Regions from separate parts of the Ovis aries genome. Here region 1 is linked to region 2. The links are chromatin contacts, called in public Hi-C maps. All regions are on one chromosome and are shown on one strand. Each heading gives the region's core, a stretch centred on a gene start, on an enhancer-like site or on the middle of the called end of the contact. The rest is flanking DNA. Distances are from core to core; before and after follow the strand shown. Region 1 overlaps LOC121816640 (a long non-coding RNA gene). Region 2 overlaps LOC105602212 (a long non-coding RNA gene).

Evidence for each region. Hi-C and Micro-C count contacts between places; a contact is called where the count stands out from the background.
Region 1: a Hi-C map of mixed tissues shows a contact between it and region 2, with 2.1 times the contacts expected there. The contact joins two enhancer-like sites. A contact is called at or near these places in 2 of 16 Hi-C or Micro-C datasets (mixed tissues and tail adipose tissue).

Annotation. Positions count from the first base shown.
Region 1 is chr15:32,885,469-32,890,909 of ARS-UI_Ramb_v3.0, forward strand. The region is part of intron 3 of LOC121816640 (a long non-coding RNA gene); the gene reads right to left. Among named protein-coding and RNA genes, the nearest start is that of UBASH3B, 150 kb to the right of the region's middle. Within about 2 kb of position 1,558, at least 6 of the 54 cell types and tissues checked have an H3K27ac peak or open chromatin away from gene starts, as enhancers often do.
Region 2 is chr15:32,722,046-32,727,187 of ARS-UI_Ramb_v3.0, forward strand. All of the region lies in intron 1 of LOC105602212 (a long non-coding RNA gene), which reads right to left. Among named protein-coding and RNA genes, the nearest start is that of TRNAC-ACA, 180 kb to the left of the region's middle. Within about 2 kb of position 3,421, at least 6 of the 54 cell types and tissues checked have an H3K27ac peak or open chromatin away from gene starts, as enhancers often do.

The DNA.
Region 1 (5,441 bases), core at 308-2,807, 160 kb after region 2:
ATTCCCTGCACTAAATCTATTAATATATACCTCATATCCACCTGCCAACGCAGAAGATCCAAGAGACATGGGTTGGATCCCTGGGTTGGGAAGATCCCCTGAAGTAGGAAATGGCAACCCACTCCAGTGTCCTTGCCTCGGAGCATTCTACAGACAGAGGAGCCTGGCAGGCTACAGTCCATGGGGTCGCAAAGAGTCAAGACATGAGTGAGCGGCTGAGCACTCTCATGTACCTCATACAGGTTCTGTCTTCCTGGTTGACGGACACGGTGGCCTCCATTTAGACTGTAAAATAAAGGGGAAAGAAAGGAGAGGGAGGAAGGAGAAACAGACAAGAAAGGAAGAGAAGGAAGGACTGAGGACTTAAGGGGACTGGAATAATTTAGAACAACCACTGGGACAGTCCTCAATAAATAAGTAAGTAGTATGCTAATTCTGTCTCCCCAAATAAATGAATACATCATTAGGGGTTAAGCCAGCATATCCATGTTTCTTTTAAAATCTTTCATTATCCCTCGCACATTGTCCCTGGACTGATACATATGCATTGCTTTACTGATTCTTCCTTTATAAACCCATGGCTGTATTTTCTTACTTCTGTTCTCCTGACGTATCTTTTGAGCTAGGTAGTAGATGAATGATTTAATGAATGGTTACCTGACTTCACTGTCACAGAGCAGGGGGAGCCTACAATTTTCTCCAACTGTTTCAGAACTCTGGCTTAAAAAAAATGGGGACAGACTATTATTTACTGTGTTCCCCAACTGTCCAATAATAAGATTCATAGGGACCCTGTAAAAATGCCATCTAGACTCTTGACTACCTGGTGTCTACAATCAAGGTATTGCCTAGAACAGACCTATCCATTTACAATTTCTATGTCACTGTTTTACAGGAATAATGAGGGAATTCTTGTCTATAATTTAAAAATAATTAAAAGTTACAGTGGACAATTATATGTCTTATTTTCCCAAGATCTCACTTATTCCTTCTAGTCATACCAGTTCTCAGGAGTGGACAGAAGACTTCAGCTAAACCGAAAAGCTAATACCTCCTTTCCTTGTCCAAGAGGGCCCAGGACCACAGCCAACCAATCAGAACTGGAATTGTTTGCTCTGGAGCTACAAGAGAGAAAACTCTCTTCTTTCTACACAGTGGTGAGGCTGTGAGCCCACAGCTACAGGCTGCATGCAACATTCATGCCAGGACATCTGCCAAAGAGGGAAAAGAATTGGCCAACTTATTGAGAAAACGCAGACCAGAGATGGAAGAGAAACACCAGCAGCATGGCATCCTTGTTTTAACTGCCCCCAGTGGACTCTTTTCCTTCCTAGTTATATTGTTCAGTAGAGGCCCGAAACAAAAGTCTAAGCTAGGTTAAGGTGGCCTTTTTTGACTCACACCCAAAAAAGTCCTAACAAATGCAAATCCTCATCAAGGAGAGAATCCCAAAGATCTGAGCAGCATAAATGGGACGAAATATCAAGTGCTAGCAGGGAGGCAGGAGAGTAAACAGGAAACAAATCTGGAAGTCAAGAGCCACGGAGATCAGAAAAAGGTCAGGGATCAGAGCACAAAGCATGTTGTGCTGGTTTTTCAGCTCTTGCCTCCCGGTTCCAAACACACCCTCCCAGACTCTGCTTCACCACACTGAGGCAGGACTCGGAACACCTCACTTCTCCTCTGCCAGCCAGATGTCCGCTGCACTCTGTCCACAGACTGTGAGCCTAGACAAAGGGATTTCTCTTCCCATTTACTGGCTGTAAGTGTCACCCAGCAAGTTCCCCATCTCAGCAGCAGCAGTGAGTTGCAGAAACAATTGGCCCAGGATCCAGGTTTTGCTCACTTATCACAGGGCCCTTCAGAGGCACCATCACCAGCTGAGCAGTACCCTTTCTTCTGATGCCCAAGTCCCAGCTACACAGGGTCCCCAAACCAAGCTCCTGTGGCACCTGCAAGGTCAAACCCCTTCTCTTCTCAGTGCCGGCTTCCTGGGGTTGTTGCTCTAAGCTTTGGGTTCTAATCTTCCCAGCTTGTCTCTTGTCTCTTTCCTCCCCAGGAAACAGCCTAGGAATGGCAGCTGCTTCCTGCAGGAACCATCCCCATGCTGCCTCCATTGTCTCTTTTTGGCCTTTTCATTCTTTCAATGCCTGTTTAACAAACTCCTAATATTAAATTCTCTTTTAAAAAATGCATTTGGTTTTCGTTTGCCAGAACGAAGCCCATTTAGGTTTGGGTCTGCGAATGAAGGCAGTTATCAGAGAACATTAGCTCAGGCTCCAGGCTCCTAGCTGTACAAGAATCTGGGAGGAAAGGGAGTGGCATGGACTTTCGAGAGTTAGATTTTTGTGAGTACACTCTCTCATTATTTGGGAATGGGGATACTGTATTACTCAGTTTCACTATGTGCAAAGTGTGTTGTATACACTATCTTATCTAATCTCATAAAGCCCCTGTTTTCATCACTTCACAGATTAAGATATTGGAGGCTGAGAGAAGTTTGGTAATTTGCCCAGTATTATCTATCTAGGAATTGGCAGAACTGGGGTCAGAATCCAAATCAATCTTCTATCACCTGTAAGACCCATCTCTATGGCTTGGGCCCCAGGACAAGTAAAGTCCACCCTGACGCCCACTTTGACACACCTGTCTTAGACTGCTGTGCTCTCAGTGTACTGACTGTGTGTTTACTCAGATGTCCTTTCCTGACCCACTCGGGACCTTGCAGGAGCCCTCTGCAATAAAGGGATATTTCACACAGGGCGCAGGGATGAAAGGCAGCCAGAAAGGGTAGAGTCTGTCTCACTGAAGCACCCTAGTGGTGTGGGCAGGGATAGAAAGTGGGAATTAGGAACAATTAGAACCATGTTGGCTGAATCAGTTACAGTGCAACCAAGGGCTCAGTAAGGAAGAAATCCACTTGTTCCCACCACTGGCATATGGGTCACCATTACACACAGTGTCTAGCCCCAACAAGCAAGAAGTTTGTGTTCCAATCCATGCATCCTTTCAGATCTAATTGTGACTTAGAAACTTTCATTTCCTATAACACATTCTGCATCAGCGTGGCCCTTTCTTGGGCCCTTTGACTCTCTGGTCTCCGTGGTTCAACCATTTCTATGCGAGCCAGCCAAGGTCAGTGCTGACATAGAACAGATGCTTTGGAGTCAGAGTTCCCAGGAGAGAAACCAACTCTACTGCTTACTGTATGATACTGAACAAGTAACTTCCTTTCTCTGGGCTTCCCCAAAATGAGATGCAATAATAACCATCATGTATTTATTCTATATTATTTTCTAGGCACTTAGCTAATATCTGACATGCACTGTTTCAATCTAATCCTCATAAAAAGTCTTCTATCCTTGTTCTACATATGACAAACAGATGTTTATGGAAGTTAATGACTAGCCTAAGGTACACATCTAGCGAATGCAGAATCAGAACCAGAAACAAGTCTATCTGACTCAAATGCACATACTCGGCCCATAATATGGCACAAGACTTACTCTCCCACTGTAGACAACTAGAAAGTAAACAAAATACATGAAACAAGTATTTTCAGAGCCTGGAAGGCATAGGCAGCACAGCACTGCAGTCCAGAAACAGCCCTGTGAGCACTACAATGTGCCATCCTTCTCCTTGGAGACAAGGCTCAAGCTGCTTTGTTAGTGGGTGGGGGGCAACCCAAGCATAGCCCCAGGGTTTTACTGAGCTGATGAGTCAGAAATGAGATTCACAAAGAATATGAGGCTTCTGGGGAAGAAGATGGAAAAGGAAGGAAGCAGGCAAAGAAAGAAATCCAAAAATCAACATAACAGCTCCTTCAAGTGTTTGGTTAAATACTGATCTGCCCAAGTTTAGAATGAAACTCTATAAGGCAGAATAAAACCGACTCACTTCCAGGGAGTTATAAGCTGAACAATTCCGTAGGCCCACACACACATGGAAAATATTCCAGTAATTATCAACCAGAATGGAGAGACCTTGCTGAACACAGACGCCATTGACGAAAGACCAGAAAAGTCACACCCTGATGGTATGGCTGAATTAGTACCAAAATAAAGTCTCAAAAGGTATCAAGCTGATCCAAAAGTCATTTAACAGGCTGCTAAAACAAACCTCAAGTTTTTTAAAGACAGACAACATGATGCAAACATTCAACGACATTCATTATGCCTAACATCCAATAAAAAATTACCAGACTTGCAAAGAAGCAGCAGAGGAAAATGTTAGTCAATAGAAACAGACCTAGAAATTACAGAGATAACAGAATCAACAAACAAGTACCTTAAAATAGTTATAATTCAAATCAAGGGTTTAAAAAAGAGGTCAGCAAATTTTTTCTGTAAAGAGCCAGATATCAAATACTTTAAGTATTATGGACCATACATGGTCTCTGGTGCATATTTTCAACTTTTTAAAATAATTTTACAACTTAAAAAGCCATTCCCAGCTCACAGGCCATACAAAAATAGATCATCAGTTCAATTCAGCCCAGAGGTCATAATTTACTAGACCTTGAATTAAAAGAAACATCACATACGGGAAAATACTAAAGAAGTAAAAAAAAAAAGAAAGAAACAAACAAACAAAATATACCTATAGGTCTTCTGAAGTGAAGTGAAGTCACTCAGTCGTGTCTGACTGTTTGCAACCCCATGGACTGCAGCATACTACACTCCTCCGTCCATGGGATTTTCCAGGCAAGAGTACTGGAGTGGGCTGCCATTTCCTTCTCCAGAGGATCTTCCTGACCCAGGGATCGAACCCAGGTCTCCCACACTGTAGGCAGACGCTTTACCGTCTGAGCCACCTAGGAAGTCTAGAAGACTACAGTATCTGAAGTAAGAAATGTACTGGATTATAGTATATCAGAAGAAATATCAGTAAACTTGAAAACACAGCAAAAAGAAAAAAAACTCTTCAGACTAAAGTTTAACAGGGAAAAAGAAATGAAATGAACAGAATCTTGGTGACTTATCAAACAATGTTAAGCAACTACTACACGCATAGTTAAGAGCCCCAGAAGGAGAGAAGGAGGACAGAAAATGTATTTAAAGCAATAATGGCTGAAGTTGTTCCAAATTTGATTCTCAAAAAATGTCAATTTACATCATAATCAAACTGCCAGAATCAGCAACAAAGAGGAATGTTTAGAAGAATGCAGTGGAAAAAAAAAATCGCATTATATTACCTTGGGGGAGGGGAGGAACATGCAATTCCATGAACTTCTTACCAGAAATAATGCAAGTCAGAGGACAATGAAACTATACCTTCAAAGTGAAGAAAATGCTTTTTCTTTACCTCTCTGTTACTCTGCCTCTCAATGAATATAGTAATAGTCCCATCACAGCCTCTCACAGAAATATTCAATGAAATAATGTATAAGAAAACTCTGACTATAAACTCTTATACTTTAATTTTAATAATACATTATCATA
Region 2 (5,142 bases), core at 2,171-4,670:
AAAAAAACTATGCAGAACTAATATAGGTATGTGATTTTTCTAAGCTAAAATAAAGGCAAATGTGTTTTTTAGCAACATTTTTTGAAAATGGAATTCAGATTTAATCTGCCTTCTGATTTCTTCTACATGGAATCAGTTTTCATCACTTGTATTTATTTGAAGAAATACAAATTATAGGAAGCTAAAATCCCTGGGAAAAAGTCCCAGGATTTTCATGCTAGGTCAAATGCCCATTTGAAATACTTTGCTGAAAATCTATTTTGAGAGTGTGACTTTCTAACCTTTGACAGCTTTGCAAGTTATCAGAGGAGTTGGCCCAACTAGAAGGCAATCACTTGGGCATAAATATCACCCAAAAGAACAGCTATGGTTAGTTTAGGTGCAAAACAGCATAACCCCAAGATTTATAGCCATACAAATGATAGTCAAAAACCAGTTTTTGAAATCTACACTGGAAAAGTTACTATGTACATTACACATGCAAGCTTAAAAGACAATCACCAATTCAGGCTGAACTGATTTAAGTATCTGAGAAAATCCCAAACAGCAGATCTGGCCTGGCTTAAAATGTCCATCCAGTTGTGGAGCCGGAAAAATAAATAAATAAATAAACACATGGAATGCCTGACAGAGACATGAGCCTTGTCTCATGATTTTTTAAAACTGAAAATGCAGCCGGAAACACACAGAACCACAGAAGTCTTGTGAAGAAACTGCCTTTGGCATCTAGGCTGGAGCAAATAAGCTTCAAAGACCCCCACCCCTCACTTTTCCACCAGAACCCTCCATTCTTGCTGTATTTCCTAATTTTGTGGACCAAATTGCTAAGCTGTTTCTTAAAACAGTGTGCAAAAGAAATAGCTACCCTCTGCTACTCTACGGACTCTTACAATTTTTTCCCTCCTCCTGGACACAGGCCACTAGTAAGGGAAAGATTCAGGGAAAAAAAAAAAAAAAAGCACAGCAGTGAAAGCAAAGAAACAATAGACAACGGTGGCTTGGACAAAGCCTTCCCTCAACCCTCTTTCTGCTCCTGCTGTGACTCTTGCTTTCAAGAGTAAGGGCGGCTGCCATCGGATGCAGGGACAATGCACGGAGGAATACAAGGCAGGGGGGAAAAAAGGAAATCAGATGAATTCAGAGCTGAGATGGCAGGGCTCTCACCTCCTCTTGGTTTGCATGGACATGTGTGTGTGTTTGTGAATACTCCGGATGGAGACACCCTGCCGAGAAGAAATAAAAAAAAGGTGTCTGCATTGTTGGATGATTCTGAAGGCTTCTACATTTGTACATGCATTTTAGAACTATTCGCAGGGGTATTCCTGCCGTCAGCCATCTCTCTCCCACCCCACCCCCATCCTCTTCTATGTCCTGCGGTCTCCATCGTACCTCTGTTAGTATGAAGACTTTCTGCCCATGTAAGTGAGAGTGTGCATTCCTTAGTGTTTGAATCAAGACCCATATCTGCATGCAATTCTAATCTGAGGAGCCCACAGTGGTTAGTAAGACTATCAATTAGTCAGCAATAGCAGAGACCCTCATTGCCTCTGAAGGAACAAAGGTAGAAAGACAAGCAAATACTCCAGCACCAGGATCTTGCTGGATCCTGGGAAATTGCTGGCTATGAATAACAGCATCTTTCCCTGTTTAACTCTCAAATGCATGTAACATGACAGGATATTAATGTATCCAGCTGCATAATTAGGCACAGAGTGTCTAAAGGCATACATGTTTCTTTGACACAACTGGGAATAAAATGTATTAAGCTGAACTAAGAGGAAGTACCTGATTACAAATAAGAGGTTATGACACATTTGATCCATGCTCCATTTCAATGAACTGCCACTAGAACTTAACTCTGTGGTAGAGTTCTTTGTCCATTTCAGTGCCTTTTATGAAATAAACCAATAAAATAATGATGAAAGGAGGAGAAGGAACTATTCAGCCATGAAAAAGTATATAAGAAGACTAAATTCTCCACAATAGATGAAACTGATCTGGTTAAAATTCAAATCTGGATTTTGTTTAACATTGGGTGGGTTTCTTTTGGAGTGTGTATATGTGTGTGTATGTGTGTGTGAGAGTATATTTTTCCTAATTGCACATCTTGTGAATATCAACTTATATTGTATGTATCCTGCTAACCATCTGAAACAATACAAAGAATTATTTTCTCTCATTTTGCAGAAACCTCAAAAAAAAACTAATCTTTGGAAAAACAAGGCTTTGCCTTTCAGTTTTCAAGGCCATCAAAATATTGTTAACTTGAATATATATGAGGAAAGAGGGAGGAATAAGTAACAGTTGCTCTTACTCATTTTGCATAGGGATCATTGCAAAGGGAGTGGTGGACTTTGTTTCTGATGTGATCTATGATTTTAACTCTTCTTTTCTGGCCCATAAAAAGCTTCATTTCTTTCCTCAGCACTTGTTGTTAGAATTGAAATTATTTTCCAATAAAGTATGGGAGCTATCATGAAGGCTAATATATTTTCCAAATTCTGTAAATAAGACAGAAAGTCTTACCTGAAGACATACATTTACAGCCACACTGTGACAGGGGCTCCAAGAGTCCACCTGATTTCCCTGTGCTATGGACCCCTCTTCTTAGGACTATCACTCTAAAGAGCCATGTCTGTTTTTCTTTCTTCCTGGACAAAATTATTTCAACAATCATGTTACCCCCTTTTAACCTGGGAGGTGACTACAAAAGCTGAGAAATTTGGAGATAACACTCAAACAGAAAACCCCACTGAGCTGCAGGAACAGGATGAAGAATCTAGCAAGCTCTGGAAATGAGGAGAGGTGGTAGAAATCAGGAGAAAGCAGGTCCCCATCAAGATACAGCAGAGGTAGCGAGGGAGGCTCATGAACCACCCCCCCAACACACACACACACCACCACCCATCAAACCTTGTCACTGAAGACAGAAAAAAAAAAAAAATCCTAACCATGTCAAGAAAGGGGAAGGGAAATGGTGCTAAATAGCTGGAGAGGTGACCCACCGTCCTGTTTGCTCCTTGGCTCTTGCCGAAGGGAGTAACAGCCACAGCAGTGACAACGGAGTTGAAATGTGCCAAGTGCAACCTCTGCCCCGTGCTCTCTGCCTCCCAAAAAGGCGAGAAAAGCGTGGCTGGGACAGAGCACAACAGAAGGAGCAGGCACCGGCAGCGAGTCACGGACTCCATCAGCACCGGCTGGTCTCTGAAAGCCCTGCATCGGGGGTCCCGCTCACAGGCAGCGAAGCAGCAGAGACAATGGCAAATCAAAACCCTGGCAGGGCTTCTGGGATCATTTAATCTCTCACTCCAGCATCTAGACGGGGACAGCAAGGAACACAGGCGACAGCTCCTTCACACCGAGGCGCGAGCATATGCCTGCCTCTCTGAGGATATATTTTTAGACACAATATCGGGGTAAGACAGTCTGTGCACTCAGCGGCAGTATTCACATCCGAACGTGGGAGCAGCCTCTTTCTCACTCTCAGGGGAGCTGAAGATCAGAGGAAGCAGCCACGTTTCTCACCAAGCCAAAAGTCAGTGAAGAGGACCCCGAACCGCAATCCATTGTCTCTGCACTCAGACCATGAAATACATTTTCAAGATGTGCTCCAGAATGAGGTCACGCCGTGTGGCCATTTGCTCACTTCATATCTTTCCACGGATGCCTTATTCTACCATCCAAAAGTACAACCAGGAGCAGCATTCGCACCTTGAGAAATACCACATCTGAATGCCACAAAGTAAGGATGAAAAAATATTCAGCAGGACATGTATTATGAGTAACATGTCCTAAACTTCAAAACTTCTCCAAACAATGTTTATTAAAAGCAAGCAATGAGACAAGTGATGTCTTCTGCCATGTCGACGTGCTTTGAATCTGAGTGCTCCTCCCGTTCACCTCAAGCTTCAAACATTTAAAATAATAAACAGGAGAGAAAAATAGCCCAGCTCATTAAAGCATAAGCAAGAAAGCAAGGAGACCAGCTCAGCCTTTGCAAACAAATCAGACATAATCTGATATGCTTTTGTTTGAGCCTGGGAATTTTTCGTTCACATAGAGGATTAAAATATTTTAAAAGATTCCTTATTAAATATGTATGTGGACATATCTGTACATGTATAAAATTCCCAAGTTAATTTAAATTTATGGGGGAAATTCAAGGGATTGCAGGTCCAACAACCCCAAAAGAAAATAACCCTAAAAAACAATCTCTAACCACATAACCAATCTCTGAAGTTTCACACACCACAAAAATGAGATGGTTGCAGTGGTCATGAATGAAAACAATGTTTCACAACCACAATATTCCAAATAAAAGTACTTAAAACAAAGAGCAAAATGTCCACTTCCTTATTTTTGAGTCAAAATTTGTTTCTGTCAGAATTGGTTTTTTTGGTTAATGTCATATACATGGTATCTATAAAAGGGAGGAACAACATGGATTCTTGTCAGCTCTACAAATTAGCAACCTGAGTGTTGGTTTTCCTTTAAGGGTAGAAACAGTTTATAATTTCACGTTGTAAATCTCACTAGGACTGAGTGCTCTCCCAAGGACTGACAAAGAAAGAATTCACGTCAGACCAAAAGGCTGCTTTTGGTCAGTTTCCTGCAGCATTCTTGCAACAGATTTGGGCCAAAACGAATATAGAATCCTAAGCTGAACCATCCATCACATTTTCCTACTCTTTCAATTAATGACACTGCAATCAGATCGATAGGATATAATAAGAAAAGAGCTTTGTATTTCTATACCTATTAATTCGCTGAGTAACTCCAGCAGTAAAACGTGACTTGAAAGGAAAAACACTCAAGGAAAATGAATTCTCTTAGCATACTGAACAACGACTCCCTGACCCAAAACTGAACACTGATGTTTCTACCTTCCAACCAGGGTTACTAGCATCCAAAATTAGTCTACTTGGTCAGAAGCAAGCTTAATCTCTTTTTTTTTTAAAGAGTCTCTGCAGTATTCTCACAAGGCCACAGGTTGGTCTAGTTAAATTGGTTGTTTTGGGGAGTTTTAGAACAAACATCCCTGAAATGCAAGACAGAAGCAGGGCAGCCATCGCTCTCTGCTTCTTAGTCCAACCAAACTGCTAAATTTGTGGTGCTAGTTTTCGAGGACATTCTGTAGAAAGG